2 separate regions of the Rattus norvegicus genome follow, and region 2 is linked to region 1. Evidence: chromatin contacts called from public Hi-C data. All regions are on one chromosome and are shown on one strand. Each heading gives the region's core, a stretch centred on a gene start, on an enhancer-like site or on the middle of the called end of the contact. The rest is flanking DNA. Distances are from core to core; before and after follow the strand shown.

Region 1 (5,389 bases), core at 744-3,243:
TCTTCGACACGTACTTCAATTTTATTTTTGCAAACCTTAGGATACACCACGTGGCGTTAGTATTTCTCGGCTCCTTTGAAGAATTCAAAAGTAGTAATATACTTGCTTCTCGAAGAAAGTATTCTCAATTGCCACTCCGCAACTCCTGGGGCTTTATTAGAAATGTAAATCCTCAGACCCCACCCCAACCTCCTAATTTAGCAACAGCAGTTCCAAGAGAGCGATCACAAAGCTTATCAATGTGTATAAAGCACTGCACTGGTGCCCTCTCAGGAAGGCACAGCGGGTGCACGACCTAAATAGAGGGTGACAGCATGGATAAACAGGAGTTGGTCACAATGGAAGGCCATGCTTGAGACCATCCAAGGTCCTTGAAGCTCCAGTAAACATTACAACAAGAATCCCCCGGGAGGAATGTCATCTACCAGGTTTATTCATCCTCGCTGTACAGTCGGAAGTGGGGATGAGAATCTGAATGCTGGGGACGTGACTCCTTTGACAGCAAGCAACTCTGAAGGGAGGTGTGAGTGCGCCTCTCCCCGGTCCCAACCACAGGCCGCGCGAGCTAACAAGGCCAAGTCCCCGCCCCACTTCTGCTGTCACCCTGTCAAAACAAAGCCGCGGTCTACAGCGCGGAGTAGCTCTCCAATGCGGCCTGGGGAGCAGAGCCCCCCTACACGTGCTCTATAGCTGGATGCCCCGAGGTGCCTAAAACCCTCTGGGAGGGAAAATGACAAGAAAGCTGTGCTCAAACTGAGCAGACCCGCTCGCCGCCCGGGCTGTCACCTTGCCAGACCCTGTTTACACTCTAAGCCGCCAGGATCGCGCTTTCGCTTAAATAAGTAATAACAATAATGACAGGGCCGTCGCCGCACGGCCGAGGCCGCCAGGCGCCAAAGGACCCGGGCTTGGGGCAGTGCCCACCTCCCACCCCGTGCTCCGCCCCTTCACTCCCGCGGAGCGCCAGGATTCCAGGACACTTCTGGACGCTCACTCCACAGCCCAGCTCCTCCTAGCGGGGCTCAATGGGGAGAGAGAACGCAGGGAGACACATTAAGATGCCCCCAACCCCAAAATGCTGCTTCCCAGCCCCGACTGATCCGCCACACCAAGCACAGTTACGCTCCCTGTGAAAGGGCTCCGGCGAGTTCCTACAGAGAGGAAAAGCCCCAGAGTACCCCGAGCGCTCGAAAGCCAAGACTCATCCTTCCCAGAAGAAGAACACAGCCAGATCTAGATGACCCCCTACCCCTGCCCCAGTGAGACGCTGTGCGAGCCGCAGCGGCAGAGCGCGCGTAGAGAATGTAGCACTTCCGCGGTGCCGGCGGGAAGCTGGGAGTACGGTGGGGGAGGGGTGGGGGTCCCGGCCCGCCCGTGACCCCGCGATTGTGTTCTTCCCAGCGGGTACCTTGCAGGCGGAGTACACGCCGAGTTTCTCCAGTTTCTTCGCCCGCGGAGCAGAGCGCAGCTGCGCCTTCTTCACGGCGATCCGGGCCGAGCCGCCTCCTCCCGGTCCTTCTGCCGTGCCCGCCGCGGCCACGGCGGTCGCTGGCCCGCAGGAAGCAGAGCTCCCGGCGGCGGTGGCCAGGGTCCGGGGAGAACCGTGCGGGGGCGCGGGCGGCAGTGCTGGGGGCCCGACCCCACCAGCCTCAGCCATGCCGCCCCGACTGTCACCCGCAGCCGCCAGGGTCCCCGCGGGCGCCGGTGGCGGAGCCGAGACCCTCCCCCCTCGGCCGCCGCCCTGCGCCCTCCCCGCCCCCGCCGCGCTCGGCCGCCAGCGATCGCAGGCCCCCGCGCCTCCCCGGGAGGCTAGGACGCTAGCGGGCCCGAGCGCCCTGACCGCGCTCTGCTCCCCTGGGCCTCCGGCATGCTGCTGCAAGCGTAGCCGCCCGCCCGGAGCGCCAGGGCCCGTAGGTGACCGGCGACCCGCGAGGCCGGGCCGCTGCAGCCCAGGCACCTGCCGCCCTGCGCTGCTGGCGTCCCTGGGCCTGACACCCTCCCGCGCCGAGACCCAACTTCCTCCACCCTAGCGGGAGCCGGAGGAAAAAATGTTTTCCAGAAGTACCCGTCAGCGGCCAATCCTCCTCTTTGTTGCTAATTCACCAAAATCATGGCGTGAAGGGGTGTTTTGTTTTTTTGTGTTTTTTTTTTTTTTTTACTTTGGGCTAAACTTTTTCTTTTAAGGATTCTTCCCCATCCTCTTTCCCTGGTAGTTTCTGAACCGAATATGACCAAAGAGAGAAGACTCAATTCTCTCTCTCTCTCTCTCTCTCTCTCTCTCTCTCTCTCTCTCTCTCTGTGTGTGTGTGTGTGTGTGTGTGTATTCACACGTATATAATACTTGTTGGTTAGAGTACATTACATGTCGGCAAAATGAAAACTAAACGCGTGGAAAAAGTTTGAAATGAGTCTGCCTGCAGGGTTCACTCCGGGCTGGCTAAAGTCTGCTGCTAGTTTATTGTCTATTATATTTTCAAAGACGAAATCCGGGCATGCAAGTTAACCAGAAAGACAGCGTCCAGGAAAGTGATACCAATTTTGACTTAAACTTCAAAAGCAAAATTATTGTCCCTGTCTCTGATGGCAGAAAGAGGTTGTTTCGGTTGTTCACCATGGGTCAACCTTTCTAAAGCGACTTGAAAAGCCCTGCATTGCCTGTCAGCACCGTTTCAAGTGCCCTAATTCTGCGGAGCAAGCATAGTCATGATGTGGGACAATGATCGTAATGAGTTTGTGATTGGTTTGTCTCACAAGCTTGGCAGCTCCTGCTGAACTCCAGCCATATGGGATGTGCTTTCCCTTGCAAATACTCGTTTACCAGTCGGTCCTGCTAAAAATTACACTTTATGTTTCAAGATGCGTTTTTCCAGATTCTGTGTCCTTTTAACGCAGAGCAATGCTATGCGGGGGGGGGGGGGGGGGGGGGAGTTTCTTCTCAAAGGAATGAAGCCTACGGCTGGGAAATTGCAGTCTTCCTGGCCTATATTTGACCAACGCCCCCTACCTAGGCTTGACCTTAGCCCACTGTGGAAGCTCAATAGAGTGAGACTCTTTCCTCAACAATTAATTAATTAATTAATTAATAAACCGATAAGGCCAGGTGTGTTGGTCCTCACCTTTGACCTCAGAATTACAGAATCAGAGACAGGCCAGTCTCTGAGTTTTAGGCATTCTAGTCTAAGTTAAGAGTTCCAGGTCAGCCAGGACTACGCAGTGAAATCTTGTATATAAACAAACAAGCAAGAAAAAGAAAACAAACAGAAAAACTCATCAGGTTTTACATCGCTGTCCTGTCCTTTCTACAGCTGCTCCTACAATAATGTCTGTCATTAAACCATTATTGGGGGATGTAGGTTCTCTTGTCTGTTCCTAGTGTCCTTCTTCTAACACTTTTTAAATGGATTCTGAAGGAAGCTTGAGGCCCATTGTATTGCAGTGAGCTATAAATCCTGGCGGCTGCCCAGAAGAAAACAGAGAAGGAAGAGAGAAACTGGCTCATTTTTAGAGTCCAGAAAAGAAAGTCTGCTCTGCTCTTGGAGCTGGATGGGGTGTAAGCAGCTGTACAGAAGGTGGGTTGGGGTGTGTATATCCTTCAGAGAAAAGCAGAGAATGCCCAGAGGGTCGGGGGACAGTATTCTTATGCTTTTGGCCAGAAACCAAAGAAGAACGGTGGGAAAGTCAAAAATAAACCTTTTGAGTTAAGAGGTCAGCAAGTATAGCAGTCAGTCTAGCAGCCTGTAAGTGACTGCACAGAGGGGCTTATGGGTAAGTATAAGAACATCATCTCATTTAAGAGGTTGAAAACTTTTCCCATCTCCTTAATGTGTTTGTGGGTATATCAGTTTTCCTAAAAACTGGTCACCTGGGCAGATGATATTTTGTCGCTTTTCGAGACAGGGTTTTGAGACAGATGGCCTAGCTGTCCTGGAATTCAATTTGTAAACCAGGCTGGCCACCCATGAACTCACATAAGTCCTCCTGCCTCTGCCTTCTGAGAGCTGGGATTATTAAAAGCATGTATACAGCTGGTGATTTGACAGGCCCAGATGGGAGGGAATAGTCTTTGAGACCCGTGTGTTTTGTTTCAGGCAGCTTCAAATGTCTTATCTCCACCCAGTCAGAAATAGATCTGAGTTCCTTATCTTTGTCTAAAAAGAAAAAAAAAGTGTCGCAGAGTAGATTAAAGGTAATGTTTTAGAAAAGAAACCTATGTAGGCACTGGTTACTCATGCCGGTAATCCCAGCACTTAGAAGGCAGAGGCTGGTAGGCTACATAGTGAGATCCTGTCTCAAAAAGTAAAAACAAGCACGTAAAATAGCCAGGCTTGGTGCTGGTGAGGTGGGCAGCAGTTCAGAGCACTGTTGCTTTTGCAGAGAACCCGGGTTCAATTCCTATCATCCACATGGCCACTCACAGCCATTTTAACTCCAGTTCCAAGAGATCCACTCCTTCCGACCTCCATGGGTACCAGGCAAGCACATGGGACACATGCATACGTTACATACAGGCAAAACACACACACACTTAAAACCAATAAACCCAAAACGATTCTTTTTAAATAGCCAAGCTTTGGCGCGCGAGGTGGGGGGGGGGGGGGGGGGGGACCGGGGACCGCGCTTTCCGGAATGGATCTCAAGAAAGCCTGCTACTCCCACCCTCCTCTCTTTCCTAAGGTATTTTAAATTCTAAGGATGGGCAATTGCCATACTTCCCTTTCTACAGAATGGTGTGGTAGCCTGGGGTAATGATTCCCGATTGTAATCCCAGATATTGGAAGCAAGTTAAAAGCCAGTCTTGGGTACCTAATGATCCGGAAGCCAGCAAGGCTACACAATGAGACCCTACCTTGAAGTTACTTAATTAGATTAAAAGTTCTGTTGCCATGTAAATAGGAGAGAACAGTGCTCATCGTGAAGGGGGTCTATCCTCAAGGACTGGCATACTAAGGCCTATTCATCTTTCGGACACAACTAAGTGACTGCTGTTCTCAGATCAAGTTCTTTTTGACATTTTTTTCTTTTACTTTGATCAGGTTTCTCACATCATGACATTGACAAAGGCCAAGAGGGTATTACGTTCCACGTCTGCCCATTGTTACCCGGATTATTTGTCCACTTCAGATTTGTCTGTGCCACCGGATGTAAATATTATCTCGAAAAACGGGTGATGGGATCGAGGGGTGGATGTGGCGGTGCATCCTCGAGGGGAGAGAAAAGCGAAGGTGGGGGATGGGTTTCTGTGAGTTCAAGGCTAGCCTAGTCTAGGTGATAAGTTCCAGGCCAGTCTGAACTACAGAAACCTCACCTGAAAACAACAATTAGCCTTCTTGAGAATGGAAAGGTTTGAGCCTGAGGCCAGTCTATTATACATAGAGAATTCCAGGATGGG
Region 2 (5,216 bases), core at 256-2,755, 85 kb before region 1:
TTTTCTGCATCTGTTACATGTAAATTAACAATAATCACAGGTATACTTTCAAACCTCTGTCTGCCATCTGTCAGAATACATGCTCAGCTTGGACAAAGCCTGTGTGTAACCCTACTGAGAATATTCAGGCCAGTGCACTGTCCCCACACACACACAGTGGAGAACTTCTAAGGAAGGCCTGCCCCTCTGAGACGAGCCTAGAGGGAACTCCCGTGCGGCACAGCCCAGCACAGCACTGCCTCCGCTTCCCTGCTAAGGTCCTGGGTGTCTCTTACCTTGACCTGTTCATTTGAGGTTACCGCACAGAAAACAATCTCTGTAAATCCCTGGGATGGAAACATCCGGAAACAGATACCACCAATGACACGGCCATCTTTAATTAAAGCAAGGGTTTTGTGTTTCCTGAAAAATAAAATAAGGTCGAGTCAAAGTTTTATCTTTTTGGGTTATGTAAAACATGTTTGGAGATGTTCCTTGTTGGCTAAAGAGGCTTGGAGGCGGATGGGGGAAATTCTTTCATCTAGATTCTAAGCAGCCATTTCCCTGGACTCTAGGAGGCAAGCCTACTTTATCAGAGCTCCCACCAAAACAAAGGAAGCCTTCCCTAAGAAGAGCCTGAGCCCGTAGGTGTGTGCTTGGAGAGGCTCTGAAACCGGCATCCCAATGCCTAGGCACGGGCTATGGGAGGTGGAGAGAGAGCTCAAAGCTGTACACAGAATGGCACGCATTTCTGAAGAGTTCACACTTACACAGATAGTGACATTATACCAAAAAACACAACATTCACATGTAGGATCTGTCAAGCCCCGCAGTGTGGAATCTCACCAGACTGTCTCACTCTGACTTGCCAGATGCACAGGACGCATTTCACACAGGCTGTCTGAATAACTAGGTCAAAATATAGCCAGCCGGAGACATCTGCCTACTTGTTGTTGGGGTTTTTTGTTTGTTTGTTTGTTTTGTTTTGTTTTTTATTTTGTTTGTTTGTAGAACTGTGTAATAAACCTAGGGCTTTGTTCATGCTAGGGGAGCCCTGAGCTACATCCTCATCCTTGGCTGTTTTGTTTCAGTTTTTCGATTTTCTAGGTTAACCTATCCTAAATCCCAATAATTTTCCCAAGGTTTACAGAGCATATGGCATAACAGATTGTGCTGTCCACTGTACTTCATCTGAAGATCCAATGACACTTTGGAGCAACCCTACCTATGGGTACATGGTCTACAGTGGTACACGGTTACTACAACAAAGACAAGAATGTATTGACTATGAACTAAAACACCCTAGTACTGCCCTAGTGTTGCTATGTTCCATGGCTAAAAAAGAAAGTGGTACATCAGCTTTTTGTGTTACTTCATTCATTCATTCGTGTGTAGAGCTGAGTGTGTGCGAGCACACACAGTCACATAAGTGAACGTCACTCATGTGTTGAAGTCAGAGAACAGTTTGTGAGAGTTGCTTCTCGCCTTCTACCACATAGGCCCCGGGGATTGATCGCAGATCGTCAGGCTTGGCAGCAACCCAAAAGACTTTACCCGCTGAGTCATCTCACCAACCCCGGCAACTTAAGCTATAAAATTTCAGTCTATTAATAAGAACGTGTAAAAATTGTTGATAAGTTAATCCTAGTGATCTTGCCATGAAAAATTATATCAGTGAGTCTGTCAATAGCAGGACAGGAGGCAGCTGCATTCCAAAGGCCGAGTGTCACTATCTGAATTATTCCCCCTGTACTGGAGAAGGAATAAGGAAGATGAGTTGAACTTACGGGTCAAAGACAAGCCGTGTGATGTACTCTTTGGGCATGCGGGGAAGCTGGTGGGAAAACACATTCTGTAGGCCCACCAGCCACATCAGCATCTTCTTATTTGGTTTCTGGTTCAGGGAATTGCCCACCACGTGGAATTCAATGACGCCCCTGCGTTCTTCCAGCCTTGCGGCCTCATCTCTGGCCGAATGTGCTGACAGAAAATTGGTCTGAGATCCAGAAGACAAGAATAGATTACAATGGGCTTTTCTTTGAAAGTGGTGGACTGGATCACGTGACATCATTCTGCGTTCTAACAATACTCTGAGGTGAATTTCAGGGTCTTAGTTACATGGGCACAGGAGTACCTGTGCCTCCTCGCCCCACAAGTTATGAAGACAAAATGGAAAGGTGGATTAAGTAGGCTAGGTAGATGACTCAGCAGTTAAAGGATCTACTGTATAATCAGGCAGACCGGAGTGTGGATCCCAGTATCCACGGAATAAGCCAGGAGCATCCTGTTGTACACTTGTAACCCCAGCTCCACAGAAGGCATAGACAGAAGGGTCACTGGGGCTTGCTGGCTTCCAGCCTAGCCAAGAAAATAAGCAAGAGCCCCAGGTTAAGACCCCATCTCGAGGGGCTGGGGATTTAGCTCAGTGGTAGAGCGCTTACCTAGGAAGCGCAAGGCCCTGGGTTCGGTTCCCAGCTCCGAAAAAAAGAACCAAAAAAAAAAAAAAAAAAGACCCCATCTCGAGGGGTTGGGGATTTAGCTCAGTGGTAGAGCACTTGCCTAGCAAGCGCAAGGCCCTGGGTTCGGTCCCCAGCTCCGAAAAAGAAAAGAAAAGAAAGGAAAGGAAAGGAAAGGAAAGGAAAGGAAAGGAAAGAAAAGAAAAGAAAAGAAAAGAAAAGAAAAGAAAAGAAAAGAAAAGAAAAGAAAAGAAGACCCCATCTAGAAAGGCTTGAAGAAAGTTGGAGGGGAAGATACTGAATACCCTCTTCTAGACTTTACACATACATAGGCCTGAGAAACCACAGACACAAAAGTAAGTGAATGAAGTCAGTAGACAAGTCAGCATTGCGAAAAGTTAATGTGTGCATCTGCATTATATTTTCTATGGATTAGGCATCAGAAAACGTTGTTGTTGTTTCAGAGACAGGGTCTTGCTTGTATGTATAATCTGGCCTTGAACTAACATCCTCCTGCCTCAGCTTCTCTAGTGACAGGGAGTATACACATCACTTCTGCTTAGGAAAACTGTTCTGTAAGAGAACCTATAGAAAACATTTTAGAAGGGCTGAGGAGACAGCACAGTGACTAAAGCACTTGCCTCACAATATGAGGACCAGGGTGTACACCTGCACCTAGGAGTTCAAGTGGATCTGGTGGTCAACGGCAGAGCAAGGTGACTACTGAGATTGGTCAAAAACCAAATTCTGTGTTTGTTTTTGTTTTGAGAGCATCTGCCACACACGGGCACTGGTATCCTGCTGCACCCATGTGAACACATGTATCAACACAAAAGTTATTTTTAAGACAATATTGTAGAGTGTTAGAAAGATGGCTCTGTGGTTAAGAATATGCACTGCTCTTCGAGAGGACCCGAGTGTGGGTCCTACAGAAAACACACTGGGAGCTCACAACTGCCTGTAACTCCAGGCCAGAGTATCTGACATCCTTTCCTGGCCTCTTTGGGCACCTGCATTTGCACATATACATAATCCCACACAGAGAGACACATATGCACATAATGTAAACAATAAAATAAAATATTTTAGCTATTTTTAATGACATGGTCTCTCTCAACAACTCAGCTGCTGTTGTAGCATACAAGCAGACATAGCCACACTAGTATAGAACACTTGGCATGATTTTCCAACTTTAAGGAGGGTAGAAGAGCTGGAGAAAAGGCTCAGCAGTTCACAATGCCTGCTGTCCTACAGGGACCCAAGCTTGTTTTCAAGCACCCATACTGGGAGGCTCACAAGTGCCTACAGCTCCAGCCAGCCAATGCCCCTTTCTGACTTCTGTGGGCAGCCACACATATATGGCATATACTCAGACATATGTCATAAGTAAACAAAAATACATGTAAAAATTCTGAATTGGGAGATCAGTGGCTTAGCAGGTAAGGGTGCATGACACGAAACCTGACAACCTAAGTTCAATGCCTGGACAAAGACCATCCCTTCATACTGGCCTCTCTAAGCTCCGTATTCACACCATGGCATGGTGTCTCCACAGGTGCATGAACACACATACACACAGGCACATTAAGTAAGTCGGTGTTCATTTTAAGGAGAGAACCAATACGATGGAGTATCAGGCGAAGGTGTTCACTGCACAAAACTGATGACTTCAGTTTGAGGCCCAGAATCCACAACTAAAGGAGAGAACTGACTACTGAAAGTTGTCCCCTAGCCTCTATACAAGAGTGACTCACTCACACAACATAATAACAACATAAAAGCAATGAAAATAAAAAATAATAATAATTAATTAAATATCATTAAGACAACAGGTTCTAAACTCTTGAAACGCACCATAAAACAGCAGTCATTTGGGGCTGGGGATTTAGCTCAGTGGTAGAGCGCTTGCCTAGCAAGCGTAAGGCCCTGGGTTCGGTCCCCAGCTCCGGAAAAAAAAAAAAGCAGTCATTTTTATATTCTCAGCACCTCTTTTTTGGAAGATACTTTTCTTTCTAGAAGTATCTATTGATCCAGACTTAACTCACAGCAGGCTGCATGGCCTAGAGCCAGCACCTCATGCTTTAATTCACCTTATGCTGGGCGAGGAAGTCTTTGGCAAACAGCTGTGCTGGGCAGAAAAGTCCTAACTATAGCACTATCTTTGAGGGCTTTGGCTGGTCGTCCAGGTTACTGGGTATCAACCACTGTGGTAGGCATTTCAAGCATCCAAGGCATTTAACAACTAGCTTACAAAAATGTCTACATCGTTAGTGGCTTTCTTGGGCATACTAGTACTCTACTAACTGCAACAAGGATTGTGAAATGGGTGACTGCCTCCCCACTTTCCTCTGAGCAGGCCATGCTCTGCTCATGTGTGAAGCTATGAAATCCCTAAAGCCTACACACAGGAGGAGGTCAGCATTTGCCCCCCACAGACTGGAAGGAAAGAACTTTATGAGATGGTTCTGTTGCAACAATCAATTCTCCAAATTATCCTTGGCACTAATAAAAGAGCCACGAAGACAGCGCAGTATGAAACTTACTAATTTAATCTATCAGAGCCACACCCAAAAGACAGACGCTGTGTATACACTAGTACTCAGGCTATGTCTTCATTTCCTGGAAATGTCTTAAGCCTCCCTGTTCCTGGATGTCTTGCAATGAGACAAGAGCAATACTTTTAACTAAGATATTTTACCTGGATTGATCTAAACTGTCACACAGATCCAGACAGAGACATTATGAATAACTCGCTAACGAGGCCCCTCAACAAAGGCAACA

The links. Hi-C and Micro-C count contacts between places; a contact is called where the count stands out from the background.
Region 2: a Hi-C map of the A7r5 cell line shows a contact between it and region 1, with 1.9 times the contacts expected there. The contact joins the enhancer-like site here to the promoter of Kat2b in region 1. A contact is called at or near these places in 3 of 12 Hi-C or Micro-C datasets (the A7r5 cell line, Schwann cells and psoas muscle).

The regions. Positions count from the first base shown.
Region 1 is chr9:6,795,749-6,801,137 of GRCr8, reverse strand. It overlaps Kat2b (lysine acetyltransferase 2B), which reads right to left and starts at 1,993. Exons shown (of 18, transcript NM_001024252.2): 1 at 1,409-1,993. The coding sequence starts at 1,657.
Region 2 is chr9:6,880,775-6,885,990 of GRCr8, reverse strand. Kat2b (lysine acetyltransferase 2B) reads right to left here. Exons shown (of 18, transcript NM_001024252.2): 10 at 1,767-1,975; 11 at 276-402. Among named protein-coding and RNA genes, the nearest start is that of Sgo1, 41 kb to the left of the region's middle. Within about 2 kb of position 1,505, at least 7 of the 93 cell types and tissues checked have an H3K27ac peak or open chromatin away from gene starts, as enhancers often do. A contact at or near this core is called in the A7r5 cell line, where this site is marked.